2 separate regions of the Zea mays genome follow, and region 2 is linked to region 1. A link is a contact called in public Hi-C data. All regions are on one chromosome and are shown on one strand. Each heading gives the region's core, a stretch centred on a gene start, on an enhancer-like site or on the middle of the called end of the contact. The rest is flanking DNA. Distances are from core to core; before and after follow the strand shown.

Evidence for each region. Hi-C and Micro-C count contacts between places; a contact is called where the count stands out from the background.
Region 2: a Hi-C map of ear shows a contact between it and region 1, with 2.7 times the contacts expected there. The contact joins the enhancer-like site here to the promoter of LOC100280855 in region 1. A contact is called at or near these places in 3 of 25 Hi-C or Micro-C datasets (bundle sheath, ear and leaf).

The regions. Positions count from the first base shown.
Region 1 is chr4:142,058,609-142,066,170 of Zm-B73-REFERENCE-NAM-5.0, reverse strand. LOC100280855 reads left to right here and starts at 2,726. Exons shown (of 8, transcript NM_001153775.1): 1 at 2,726-2,860; 2 at 2,944-3,167; 3 at 4,664-4,802; 4 at 4,884-4,917; 5 at 5,486-5,584; 6 at 6,118-6,174; 7 at 6,243-6,322; 8 at 6,414-6,789. The coding sequence starts at 2,843. The coding sequence ends at 6,491.
Region 2 is chr4:142,145,101-142,152,662 of Zm-B73-REFERENCE-NAM-5.0, reverse strand. No RefSeq gene overlaps it. Among protein-coding and RNA genes, the nearest start is that of LOC100280855, 85 kb to the right of the region's middle. Within about 2 kb of position 2,677, at least 14 of the 20 cell types and tissues checked have an H3K27ac peak or open chromatin away from gene starts, as enhancers often do. A contact at or near this core is called in ear and leaf, where this site is marked.

The DNA of each region.
Region 1 (7,562 bases), core at 1,477-3,976:
TGCATCTGGAGCACTAGGATGAACCACACGAGGACGTGAAGGTCGTCGACGACTGCACAACACTGCTCGACGCGTCCGTCTACATTAAGACGTCTTCCACTGCCCTACGCGTCTAGTGGTAATTCCATGATCTATAACTGTGGTGGTTTCTAATTTTATGGGGTCAAAAATTTTGTTTTGCGCTAGTGTAGCCTCCCCATAATCCATCACTACAGGGGCTCGAGTTCGCCACCACTCAAACACTACGACAACCCTTGTACTCCTAGACTCCCTCCTTAAGGCTATAAAAGGAGGAGTCTAGGGCCTCTAGAGGACAGTGGACAAGACTTGATCGTTCGCCCTCCACTTTCGATAAATGGCACTAGCCTCAATCACTCACAGAGACTTGGGATCCACTCCCTCTCTCGACCAGCTTGTACCCCCTACTATGAGCACTTAGGTGCAAGATAATACTCTTCCCCCCACGTTGGAAGTAGGGCCTTCTACTGCCCGAACCAGGATAAATCTTGTGTCTTCTTGCATCATCCATCTAGATCGGGACATGTAGCACAAATACACTAGTTGGTTAGGACCCTCAATTCAAAACACCGACAACACCAATTAGGATCTCGAAGATTATGCTACAATACTCGGCCCGCTAGTGCAAAAGAGCAATTTTTTGTAGTTCTCTCAATGGATTTTTTAGATTTGGGGCTATAAATACCCAAATAACTAGCCTACTAGAGTCACCAATCACTCTTAGAGCTAAGCATCATTCCAAAGCATTTGTGCAACACCACCAATTCTTTCTAAAGAGATCCAAGCACCCATTTGAGTTGAGATAGTGATTTAGAGAGGGTGTGCTCTTGTGATATAATTTCTTGGTGTTGTGTACTTGCTCTTGTGTGAGTGATATTTTGTTGTAAAGGCTAGCAAGAGACTCTATACTTTTTATGGAGTGTCTTGCGAAGACTTTGTCTCTATCTCTATCTAGTGGATCCAAGGGCTCAAGTTGATCGGTGGATCACTTGAGAAGGTCGAGAGAGACCTAGTCCTGTAGGACAACACAACGAGGATATAGGTTCTTCGGAGCCAAACCTCGGTTAAAAAATCACATGCTTGTGTGTCGTTACTTTCTATTGTAATTTGTTCCTCTCTCCCCACTTCTAAGTTCTCTTGCCTCGATGTAATTCTAACTCGCTTGTGTTGCTCTCCGATCTTATTTTGGCACTTATAAGAGCAACAAGTGAAAGAAAACTATTTCCCCTCACTTAGACTATATTCTCTATCATTCAAAAACTTAATCAGGTCAAGTTTTTGTTTAAGTATTGAATTTTCAGGTGCTTCCTATTCACCCCCCTCTAGACGAATATCACGTGGTAGGACGCATAGCACCTCGCATGTGTCGCTATAGTGACATACTATTGCCACAACCAGAAATGTTGGGTCCTCATTATGAGGAGACGATGGACACATAGTGGTTACAAAAATGTCATGAGTCTTCTGACTCAACCAATCCTTAAGGGCTTGTTCAGTTAGGGGTGGATTGAGGGGGATTGAAGGGGATTAAATGCCCTCCTATTCTAGGGGGTTTAATCCCCTTCAATCCCCCTCAATCCACCCCTAACTGAACAAGGCCCGACCAGGTATGTGGTATGGGTGGTTCGGGTGCATGGCACGCCTAGAGCCCACCACGAACATCAAACCCCAGGCCCATGTGGTGCCTCTAGAGCCCTCCCGTCCGAGGCCGTCGAGGGGCATCTAGAATACATGTGGTGTGCCTAGAGCCTGGGTGTTGGGGCTACCGTGTCTCACGCAATAGCCGATGGAGCAGGAGCTTGAGGGGCCTACACTAGGGGTCCAGAAGCCTCCTAAGGGGTCCGAGGGCCCTGGCGGGACCCTAGGGGCATGTGGTGTCGTCGGACCCCACGGGTGGCAAGGAGGCCACATGGTGCAACCGAAGCTTGCCAGCGGGCTCGCGAGAGCCATTTCAGGAGGGTGCCTTTTCGAAGGCCTAAGTGGCGAGGGGCCCATTGCGCTTCCGCGTGGTAGGGGTCCCAGTCATGTATTCTGCTGACTCCGCAGTGGGGTCTTGTCGTCTTGAACCATATCGAGAATGGAGTCTGTAGCCTGTCCTTTCTACGCAGATCTAGTTTGACTATAGCACGTAGGGAATCCGCACCCAAGGGTGCTGATAAATACCCTATATAAATGTGTGTACCAAAATTTAAACAAAAATGATAAATAAATTAATCTATATAGTATAAAGTGGTGATTTGTAGTTGAATGTTTATGAATCTTAGTTGAATATTATATTATTTTAAAATTATTATACCAGGTATATTTGTATTATAGACTCTAAATATACTTTTATACAAGCTATATTTGTATTTTAGATTAAAAATCCCATATATCTAATGTATTTAAAATTAGTCTTTTTAATATTAATTAAAATTTTATCATTTTATATCACTAGTAATATAAGATTAACACAATTATTTATTTATTATATAAATAATTTTTAACATTTTAAACGGTGTACATCATCTTTTAGTATATTTATTCAATCTAAAATTATTTGTAATTAGTAATAAAATTTAAGTTTTAAATGATTTTATCAAATATTTTTTATGGATAGTATAGTATATTTTACGGTTTTGTTGGTAAAAAAATACTAAAAACCAATATTAAAATTGCCATTAAAATTTGATTTGAACAAATACGAATACGGAGTTGGTTGGGACTTGAACGGGAGAGTTCGACCAAAATTCCCACGCCCGGCGGTTCTACGGTCGAGCCAAGCCCCCTCAACTGCTGAACGGAGAGTTCGACCTAGCACGCCCGGCCGCCGCCGCAGCCCGCAATGGCGTCCCTTTTCAAGGTACGGATCCCAAAACCCTAATTCCCCGAGCATCGGATCCCCTCGCCTCGCGGTGCTGACGCAGCTTCCCCTGCTGCCTCCAGGACCCCAGCAAGCTCTCGGCGTACAGGGACCGCCGGTTCAAGGGGACGCAGGAGGAGTATGAGGCGGCGCTGCTTGCGTCGACAACGCTGTACATCGGTAATATGTCCTTCTACACCACGGAGGAGCAGGCCTACGAGCTCTTCTCCCGCGCCGGCGAGATCAAGAAGATCATCATGGGGCTCGACAAGAACTCCAAGACCCCATGCGGTTTCTGCTTTGTACTGTGCGGGCCTCTTCCCTTCCTTGATACGTCGCGTTAATTGGCTCTTTGATTTTGGATTCGGTGCTGTAGTTTCCTTCAATCTACAGGAACATAACCTTCGCCCTAGTTTAATTAGAAGGGGAGATAGTCCCAATTGTTCTGCTGGAATGTAGTTTGATGCAATTAGACGCTGAGTAGATGGGTTCCAGACCTGTTTATGTATTGATTTGTTTCCTCAGTAGTGTGAGTTGTTCATCTGCTAGTTGCAATTGGACATTGCTTCGTGAAATTTTATTTGCTGCCAGGAACATGTGAGATGCCTAGAACATGAATAGAGAACTGTGCTATCTCAGCATGTACATTCCTCAGGATATTGCAATAGATTGGATGGAGCCCAACTGCTTGTTGAGGGGGGGGGGGGGGGGGAGGAGGTGGAGTAAAGAGCTGAGTACTAGCTTGATCATTGATGACGATTATGAGCGCAACGACGTGTATATGATGCAATGACTGATGGACATGGCACTTAGCTAGCTAGCGACATGACATACATTTATTAGCTCTCTGCAGTGGTGTGGTACATGCATATCTATGGAAAAGCAATGGGTACGGACAGGGCAACCCCGCAGCAGAACGCCATGGGCGACGGCGCTTGCCTCTGCTGTATGCTGCATTTCATCATAGTGTATATGTATTTATCTCTTATCTTGCCGCCCACCCCTAAACAATTATCTTCAACTGCTCCTATGGTCACTGTTGATTTTTGCACTCTAGTGAGGGTGTGGTATAGTTTGTCAATTTTGATGAGAGTTGAAATTTAGTAACATATAATGTTCCAAACTGGTGATTTCAGTGGCCATTTGGGAATTTTTATATGTAAAAGCTTGTACCACAGCTGTTTTCTGTGCTTGGTTCTGAGCCCTTCACCAGAAGCCTAGGATGTGAGTTCATGGGCACTGATATTTAGGTATGCACATTTTATTATAGTCTGAGTGTAAATTTTCCTTAGGAGTTATTGGGTTGTTGCAATTATGATTGATTCCTTATTTATAGAGTGAGAGATCAAGGGTTACAATGAGAATATGATGTTATTTATGCTTAAGTTTTGCTAAACCGATAACAACTATGCAGTTAGTCTGCTTTTTTCTCTGCTTGCAAGGTTTCTATGTTTTTGTTTCCATGTTTAGTTTGATGTGGTTCATGTGTTTCATTCTATATTCATAAGATGAGAATCATCGTTTTTTTAATTTGTAACCAGAGCATAGCTTATTGAATTTAGAGATGCAAAATGTTTTGTTGGGTGCAGTGTGTCAGTCTGTCTTGTTCTGGACAAACTCGCTATTCTGTTAGGTTCATAGGAGCTACACATTCATCAGCTGTCAATTTTGAAAAAAGGAATTCTGCTGTGCACGCATGTATCTGTGCATTGCAAGAATACTGCATTAGTCTGGTTTGACTGTTAGTATCTGTTGCTTTAATGGCCATACTTACGCCTATGCAATTTGATTCTCTCTTTCCAGGTACTACTCTAGGGAGGATGCTGAAGATGCTGTCAAATACATTAGTGGAACGATGCTTGACGATCGTCCAATCCGCGTTGATTTCGATTGGGGCTTTGAAGAAGGCAGACAGTGGGGCCGTGGACGAAGTGGTGGACAAGTAGTGCCTTGGTCTTATTCTAACAAATATACATGGGTTTCTACATGCTTTATGCTTATATATTGTTTGTTTCTTTCATAGGTCAGAGATGAGTACCGTACAGATTATGATCCTGATATCCTTTGATGCTATTCTATTACAGTTTACTCCATTCTAATTTGGTGCTATATAGAACATAGAAAGTCATAACATGTTTCCATACATGCTCCAGACCTCCATGTGTCATCTTAAGTTCACCTATAAAATGACATGTTAAAACTCGGCCGGTGAGAGAAAGACCGCCCTCCCGGTATTATATTAAGAAGAGACCGAAACAATGGTTCTGGCCGAGAAAATCCCCGAACCTTGGCCCCCTATTACTAACAGGCCAGCGTCAGTTGTCCACTCTGCAACGGCCCAACCGGAGGGTGGCGCACAGGGCATCGTAACCCGATAGCGGATGGGGCACGAGGGAATTTTTTTAACCAAGCTTAAAAATTCGCCCCGAGGGGGATCAAACCTAGGACCTGGATGTGCTACATGGAAGCCCTTAACCACTAGGCTAGAGACCCTTTTGCATAATGACATGTTTCTCTGTGCTTGTTGTCTTTACTGTTGCAATTTTGATTCTGGTGTGCCTTTGCATGTTCCCTTTGTTCAACAACTGCTCTCAGGAGTTCCCAAGTTTCCTTAATGAATCAAACGAAGAGGTGGTTACGGTAAGATGGTTCTGAGGGAACTAGAAGCACAGCGAGAATTAGTTGACTATGGTGGATCTTTTCAACCGAATGCACCACCTCCCTGTAAGTTTGATTTATTTGGATTATGTTCTTTCGAGAACCAATTCCCATAAATTCACATTTGTTTTGTGACACCTATGATTTTGGTCTTTGATTGAGTTCTTAGGGGTTTGTTTAGTAACAACTTTGGTTGATTCAATATGTCATGTTTGCTGGAATATCTGAAACAATTTTACCATTTTTTCAGTTGTGTTAGGCTGTTACTCCTCTTACCTCTGCATAGCATTCTTTACACAGTCCAATCTCTCTTTTACCCTATTGGCAACCACTAGGTGGACACTTTAACTCCTCTTTTAGTTCACCAGTTTACTTTTGTGATGTAGTGAACTTGCATAAGTTGGGGTGTTTCACTTGCTGTCAGGACCATGATTTTGACGATTCAATTCTTTGCAGCATGTTTCACAACCATTCCGATCATTAGTTTGCCGGTCATAGTCATTTAAGTAGATTTTGCACATTCTATTCTTATCTTTAAATATGCTTGAACCTGAACCATATGTAGGGACATAAATTTGCTATCTTATTTTAATGTGCAGATGAGAGAAGTGAGCGGAAGAGAGGACATGGAGATTCTCATAGGAATGACAGAGGAGGTAAACACATGTCAAAATTGTTCTTTTGTTTGTTTATTTTTGCCCACTAACACGATAGGAGTCTCCAGATTACCAGCGGAAACGCTACCGGAACGATGACCGGTCAGCACCAGAGGAGTCCAAGAGAGCACCGGACTCTGATCCAGCGGTATTAGCACTGTTCCTTGTTATGCCACGGCCCCTTATTATGCCTCTGTGGACCAGAGATGATCATGAAACATTCGACATTTCGTTTACAGGAGAAGAATCCTAGATTCCGTGAGAAAGGTGACTCTGACGAAGAAGAGGATGACTACGACGGCAAACGTCGTCGCTAAAGCTGTGGAACAGCCGTTGCTACTACATGCAGCTGTTCTGGTGTCCAGACGTTGCAGAAGAGTCCACAGCTAGCAGCAGTATCCGGATCTCGCCCTGTTGTACAACAGATTTAATTCTTCGGTCGGCCATTCCTCCTTTTCTAGTGCTCCTATCATCTGTTAATCTGAATGTGCGCGGTGTTACATGTGCTCCAAGTGGGGCACTGTTCTCACAGATACAATGAGCCTTATCTGTACGTTTGCTGCTGATGAAGCTTGAGACCAGTGCATATATTAATTCTAACAGATTGTTACCGAACCCAATCTTCAATTTTTCCTGTCTGTTTCCCCGACAACCCTAGTAGGCCCTATGCTATACTTGTGCGCATTGGTTGTGCGATCCGCTTGGAGCTGTCGGTTGCCGCGGCCTGGCCTGGGCCGTCCGAGCGCCCGGTGGTAGTCGCAGGTTTACACCCGTGGTAGTCGCAGGTTTACACCCGGTTTCTTGCACAATAAGGCCTTGTTCGTTTCTGTCGGATTACACTTGGGATCGTTCCAGCTAATTAAAGTTTATATAAATTAGAGAAGCAATCCGGTTAGGAATCGTTCCGATCCACCAATCCGATACAAACGAACAAGCCTTAAGACCCTGTTCGGTTGTTTCGGATTGGAGCACCGGATTAATTCCTAGCCGGATTACTTCTCTAATTTATATAGATTTTGATGAGCTGGAATGAATCCTAACTCATTCCGGTACAACCGAACAGACCCTAAGGGCTTGTTCGTTTTGGTAATAATTCACATATATTAGGTGGGATTGAGCCGGTTTAAATATATAATAAATCAAAATATATCTCAATCCTACCCAATATACTCCAATACACATGTAATATCAATAACCAAACAAGGCCTAACAGTTGAAGCCGCTGGCGTTCGATACGATGTCCTGAAGTTTTCAATAGTGACACCAATTTTCATTCACGGCTCACAGCTTGCCCTGCAGCTGTAATTTATAGTGATAAAATAATATAGAAGTTGCAGCAAGCTATAGCGAACATGGTATCAATGTGCTCAGTTATTGTAATAGAAGTA
Region 2 (7,562 bases), core at 1,428-3,927, 87 kb before region 1:
GCCACTTTCTCTCTCAATTTTGAATGGTAACTTAACCCAAGCTCTGCATCAAAGTTGTAATGCTACTTACCAGCTACAAATCAACTATAGGGATTAAACCTATTTAAGCACTGGATCAAGGTTTAATTCAAGTCCAAAGTTAGCTCTGTTGCACTGAACTTCTGAACTTCTGACTGAATCAGCCTGACAGCCAATCTTCAGGCTTAATTATCTCCCATATTCTCTTAACAACTTTGCTCACTTCCTTAAACAAAGTTGTTCTCCTATGATTGAGCTACAAACTTGATGTGGTGACCTAGGGCAAAAACCCTATAATTTGAAAGTTACAAAGCCCCAAAGTGGAGCCTTTAACACTAAATTTCAGACTTGGTATAGAGCTCAAATGAGGTCCATTTTGCATTTAAGTCCAAAACTTAGGGTTTGGCTTGTAAATTCACATATTTGTGAACCAAAGGACTTAAGACACTTATTTGGCTTGGTTTTTGCACTTTAGTCCAAAAGTGGACTAATTTTGCATATAAACCCCTAGGGTTTGGTTTTAGGGTTTTCCAGGGTTCCAATTAAGGTTTCTGGTATCTCAGGGGTATAAAAGTGATTCAAGCTTATTCTTAGGGTCATTTTATGACTTTTACCCTAAAGTACTTAGGTTTTCATAACTTGGGTTAAGTTTTATCCCTTTAACCACTATTTAGGGTTAAGTCCATTAACCAGGGTTCCATTTGCAAAAACAGTAAAACAATACAACTTGTTTGAAATTTTTGCCTAGTGAATGCACTCTAGGTGTGTCACACATATGCAATGCCAATGCTTATGATGTCATGCTCAAGTTTTAGTTATAGTAACACCAGGGGTGTTACAGGGTTTTACATCAGCCGATCCTTTGAAGGAAGTTGATATAGGAGATGGTAGCACTCTAAGACCGACTTTTGTAAACGAGAACCTGAAATCCGATCCTATGGACATAATGATCAGGTTATTAAAAGAGTTCTCTGGTTGCTTTGCTTGGAGTTATACTGTGATATCAGGATTAAGTCGAGCGCTAGTAGAGCATCATCTGCCTATTAAGCCCGGTTTCAGGCCATTTAAGCAAAGGTCAAGACCATTTCATCCAAATTTGATCCCTAAGATTAATGACGAAATACATCGGCTCTTAGAGGCTAACTTTATTAGGCCTTGCAGATATTGTAACACCCTGAATTTGGAGGTATAAAATTTATTCCCTACCTACCAAATTCAGGTGTTACCTCTTGTTTCTCTCTCTAGATTTCTTCTCTCTCCTTTTTACTAGAACTATGTCTAGTTTGTAGGGGATTAACTATTTATTTAATATAGCAAAACCTATGTGAGTCAGAAATGTTGCATCGTGCTGAGCCTAAATTATTCTTTTGGTTGATGCACATGTTTGAATTAATTTGAATTTTAATTGGGTTTGAATTTGATTTGTAATCCACAAAGAAAATAAAAAAACATTTGGAAAATTCTAGAAAAAGAAAAAGCGAATTCAGCCAGCAGATATAACACCCTAAATCCATAAATTGAAAACAACTTAGTTTTACGTTTGCAAATAATGGTGATATAAATATGGAACAATTTCTTTAATATAAAATTTTTCCAAGTGATTGATGCATCCATGTCGAAGCATAAATTTTGTTTGATGTATCCATTTTTTGCATTTAATTTGGTGAGAAAATCTCATTTTATGAAATAAGAATGAGTTATCAAAATAAGTGTTTTTTGGAACATACTTTTTGGTAGGTTAATAATTTTCGTTTGTAGATATTTCATTTTATTGATCTCGTTTTCTAGAGTCCAAAGTATTTAAATAATAGACTTTTGACTATAATAAGTTATTCTAATTTATTTATAAATTATTAGTTTTAAATTTATTATATTTTCTGAAATTATAAATTATTAGTTTTAAATTTATTATTATTTTTGATATATATATATATATATATATATTTATATTAAGATTTATCTATTAAAAAGGAAGAAAAATACAAAGAAAAAAAACAAACTCAAACTCACGCACGTCTTGGTGCCTTTCGGTCAGCCCAACTAGAACCCAGCCTTTCTCGTACCAATGACACGTGGGACCCCTTGTTAGACATTTCTTTCTCCTTCGATTGAATGCTTCGTTCTCAGGTGACGCCGCCGCACGATCTTCATCGGCGCAGCTGCCTCCTCGCCTCGCCTCCCTAGCCGTTCGTCGCCCCAGCCAGTGGAGCTCCCACGCGACCCTCTCCTCTACCCTCCCCATTAACTGCCGGCAGTTTCCCTGTCCACTACTACGAGTGTCGTTAATGTAGAACGCCGGAACGCCACTACCGACACACTCATCGCCGCCATTAATGATGTGGCCGCCGCTCTTCATCTCTCCCCAGCGCTCTCTCTTCCTCCCTCTCTATAAATCCCTCGCCCAAGCCCCCGTAGAGCCGTTTCCGGTCACCCAGCCCCCATAGAGCCGTTCCCGGTCACCCAGCTCGCCCCGCGCCCTCCCATTTATCTGTCGCGAGAAGCTCACCGCCGTTCTCTATTTGTCGCTGGAGCCGCACGCCGTCGGAGTGTCAGCAGCAGTACAAGGAACACGTTGAGAAGCACGGTGTGAGAAAGCAGAAGACATCGACTAGAGCTGGAACTCACGTGAATGGGCTCTAATGAACCATGTAATGCGTAATGGGCCAAAAATGAGCCGTATAATAATACATCATAGGCTGATCTCGTGCTCCTATATAGGAGCCAAACTGTAAGGCCCCGTTTGTTTTCTTTCATTTCGAGGAATTGAAATCTTACTAATGGAATAGGCTATTTTTTTAGAATATGACATTCCACCACTTTCCAAAGTTATCATATAAGCCTACCTCAAATTCATGGGGTGATAGATAGAAATTGATTCTATAGATTTACATGTTATTTTTCCGATGTACAACTTATAACACATTCTTCTACTTGCGCCTCTATAACATAAATGTAGTATATAACTATCTCTCTCATATGATTTTGGATAATATACAAATATATTACATATATAAATATATAAACTTAATTAGTTTTGTCTAAATTATAATTATTAAAATGGAATTCAATTTCAACTAAACAAACGGGCCCTAAGAGGAAAGCATCAGAGAAGATATACGAGAACTCCACCCCAGAAGCCTCCGTGCTCCTGTCTCCATCTTCCCAACTTCTCTAACTCTTTCCCCTTCCTCACGCCATTCCCTGCCTTCTCCTTCACGTCGCTAACACGGAGTCGTTCGCCGCCGACGCCCAGCCCCGAACGCTGGCCATCCCCTGCTCACTGCAGAGCCCTGCTGCCATTTCCTCGGCCTCCAGTTGTTGCTGTACTCTGACCACCATCGCCGAAGAGCATCGTCGCATGCTCCTTTGCCAAGCCCCTCACTGAATGCCACGCTCGTGTGCTCATCTCCAAATCGTCGACGTCTATGCTCGTCGTCTGCACGTGCCAACTGCTCTGCTTTGCACCGCCGACGCCGTGCCGCTCGCTGGTGAAACTCACCGGTGTCGTGCCTTAATATTCGTCTCCGTGCTGCCGAGTCGCTCCAACGTCGTACGTCAAAAACCATCGCCACCGAAAGTCATTCCCCTTTGATGTAGTGTTGTTATGCTCCCTACGTTATAAGGTAGAAGAAAAATATTTTTTGCCTGCTACCCTCTAGTTTAGCCCTGCGCTAAATTTGTTTACTAGTCGATATTCTAATCGAAAATCTATTGACTTCAGAAAAATCTGATTAAGCATTTTTAATTACTATTTCTTATCAATTCTTATGTTCTCGTAATTTATTTGAATCATGTTCATTATAATCAATTTATTTGTAGATTTTCTAAATAAGGAGATAAAAGTATAGAGTACGGATTTTCATAACAAAAACATTAGAAATTTAATTACATGTTTATCGTTCTCGTAAATCTTGACTTATATTTATATTCAAAATTTATCAATTTATACGCATATATTGTCTATTCACACTAAGAAAGAATAGAGTTTTCTAATAACGTTAAAATGACTTAATTAGGTGCTCATACCCTTATAGCTAAATTAAATTGATAGTTTATATAATGTCGGATATAGTTTCCTTATTAATAAATTAGATCATTAGTGCCTAAATTAAAACTAAACAGAAATAAGAGCTTAATTATCTTCATAAATTATTAATCAAAACTATAGCCAATTTGTGCATAACTGCATATATGGCATTATTAATCATTTCATAGAATTTAGTCCAAATTATACATATCACCTAGTTTTTTTCCTAAAAGATAAAATAAAGAAATTAGTGTTCATGTTCTTTCTATAATTAAAATGCTAGTTATGAATGTAGCTTTCTTAATAAAGTACAGATCATGTGTTTTCTAATGAAATTAAAAGATGGTTATTTGTTCATTATCTTTTGCTTGAAAATCCATAAGGCGTATAACCTAGCTCTTCATAAATAGGTGTTCAAAAATATGATTATGATCTTTTCACATAAAATATGTTTAAGTTATTTATTAGCTTTAAATAAAATCGATGATTTATAATGAGTTTATAATCTTATGAACCCTTAACCTTATGCATACCATATATGACTTTTATAAACGATTAAAATGGTAGACCTAATATTTGTATATTTATGATTAAGATATTTTGAACCTTAGGTTTTGTTATGTATAATTTGATCAAACCTTTTTTTTAAAATAGCGCCTTTTTGTTATAACCATTGCTTGTGATGTTTTTGAAAAGCAAATGTTCTTTTCATTATGCTTTATTTTAGCTTTGTCTATGGTAAATGTTGTATGTTATTGAATGGTGTATGTTTCTTGTTTGTTTATGAGATGTTCAGTAATTGATCCCATATTTGAGAATCAAGATTCAATTTTGAGAAAGAGCCTCAAATATTCTATAAGCAAGGCAAGTGGACTTCTCCCCTGCATATTCTGTCTGATCCCATACAATACATTTAATAAAGTGTGTTTTTGGATATGTGCATAATTTGATGGGTTACCTATTCAGATACATCTAATCTTTCCAACCTTATTCCTAGTTTAACCTGGGATTATGATTTAATCAAATAGCTATGCTATTGCTATAACTTTAACTTCATGCTGGTACTCCTGCTCATAATATTAAAGTTCCAAAGGGTAAGATTAAATTATTGTTGTTAATCCGATGATTAAGCAAGATCATATTGTGATAATTGTAACATGGAGTGACCACCTAGGAAAACAGTGCGACCATGATGTGGTATGGGACGCCCTTGGCTAAATAACTAGGGAAGTCTTGTGTTGGGGTGCTGGTCTTGGTCGATAGGAACGGGGCATTTGCCATGCTCTTATATTCCAGCTCAGTTAGATTGGATAGGGGCATAGTTCCTGTTGGGGACTTGTTCTCAAATGCTATGAGCTAAGAACAAGGCAACACAAAAAATGTTAAACGTTAAAGTCCTTTGTCCTTCGAAGCATTATTTCCCTTGGGGACATAATGATTTTCGGACGAAGGTCATGAAGGACGTACCTTCATAAACACAATATATAATAATTAAGAAGAAAACATATGAAGTATAAAGGATGACGTAAACAACTATGTATTATTATCAACTCATTTCTATATTATTATTATGGAAGAATAGGAATGATATCAAATTACAAATGTACCTTCGGCTTAAAAGAAGGTAAAAGTACAAGCGTGACGCAAAAGCAAATGCCAAGTCAGCCTGAACAGTACAGGAGCACTGTTCATCTATTTATAGGCACGGGACACAGCCCATGTAAAATTACACCCATGCCCTTTACATTTGGTAGTAATTCTATAGTAATCCACCGAGGTCTGAATGGCCTTTTTATCTTTAAGTCGGTTTCTTTTTCTGCTATCACGCCGAAGCTTTCCTGCTCACAGCTTCGGCGCTGTGTCAACCTTCGTATTCTTTGGGCTTCTCCCACTGTGGTACCGATTCGAGTCCGAAGATACCTGTTCATTCATTATACTCCAGAAACATTGTTAAATCATGTTTTTGAGGACCTTCGGAAGCCAAAGGCCCCCAACAGTAGCCCCTCGCAATATTAATTTGTTAGGATGATAAATTTAGATTGCGACATGGATGAAGGCCTTAAGCCGAAGGTCCGAAAAAACACCTTCCCTTTGCTAGAATAGCAACATTCACTGACAAGCGGGGTCTTCCAATTTTCAATGCACCGGGCGTATAAATAAGAGCATGCCACGAGCTCAGTTGGTACGCTTTCTTGCCATCTGCTCTTGGTTACTCGATTTTTAGCTCTTGCGCACCAACACTTGCTTAGCTTTTTAAGTTTTAAGCTTCGGCTTTGAAAACAATTTTTTAGCATTTTCGAAGATGTCTGAAGATAAAAAGGCTGCTATCGAGATGAAGCTGAGTCTCTCTGAAGAGAAAAACCTGGGGTTTCTTGAAGCAATGTCGAAAACCAATACAGAAAAGATCACCAAAGAGATTTTAGAAGGTTTATCTGAAGATACTGATGACAGCGACAGTTATGATGCGGATAGTGGTGGTGAAGACTCCGAAGATCGCCCTTGGCGACCAAGCCATGAGGTTTTCGGCAAATCAAGTATCAAAGAAAATCATCTTGTCAACATGAGGGGAAGATATTTCCGGGACTTGTCCGTTGTGAGGGCCGACGAAGGAGAGAAGACTTGTGATAGTCGCCTAGAGGGGGGGTGAATAGGGCGAAACTGAAATTTACAAATATAAACACAACTACAAGCCGGGTTAGCGTTAGAAATATAAACGAGTCCGAGAGAGAGGGCGCAAAACAAATCCCAAGCGAATAAGCAAGTGAGACACGGAGATTTGTTTTACCGAGGTTCGATTCTTGCAAACCTACTCCCCGTTGAGGAGGCCACAAAGGCCGGGTCTCTTTCAACCCTTCCCTCTCTCAAACGGTCCCTCGGACCGAGTGAGCTTCTCTTCTCTAATCAAAGCCGGGAACAAAACTTCCCCGCAAGGGCCACCACACAATTGGTGCCTCTTGCCTTGATTACAATGGAGTTGTGATCTCAAGAACAAGTGAGAAAGAAAAGAAGCAATCCAAGCGCAAGAGCTCAAATGAACACGGCAAATCACTCTCACTAGTCACTAGGGCTTTGTGTGGAATTGGAGAGGATTTGATCTCTTTAGTGTGTCTAGAATTGAATGCTAGAGCTCTTGTAGTAGTTGAGAAGTGGAAAACTTGGATGCAATGAATGGTGGGTAGGTTGGGGTATTTATAGCCCCAACCACCAAACTTGACCGTTGGCTGGAGGCGTCTGCTCGATGGCGCACCGGACAGTCCGGTGCACACCGGACAGTCCGGTGCCCCTGCCACGTCATCACTGCCATTGGATTCTGACCGTTGGAGCTTCTGACTTGTGGGCCCGCCTGGGTGTCCGGTGCACACCGGACATGTACTGTTTGATGTCCGGTGCACCGGTATGGGCGTTCCTGACGTCTGCGCGCGCTGCGCGCGCATTAAATGCAGCGCAGGGAGCCGTTGGCGCCGCAGGGAGCCGTTGCTCCGCTGGCACACCGGACAGTCCGGTGCACACCGGACAG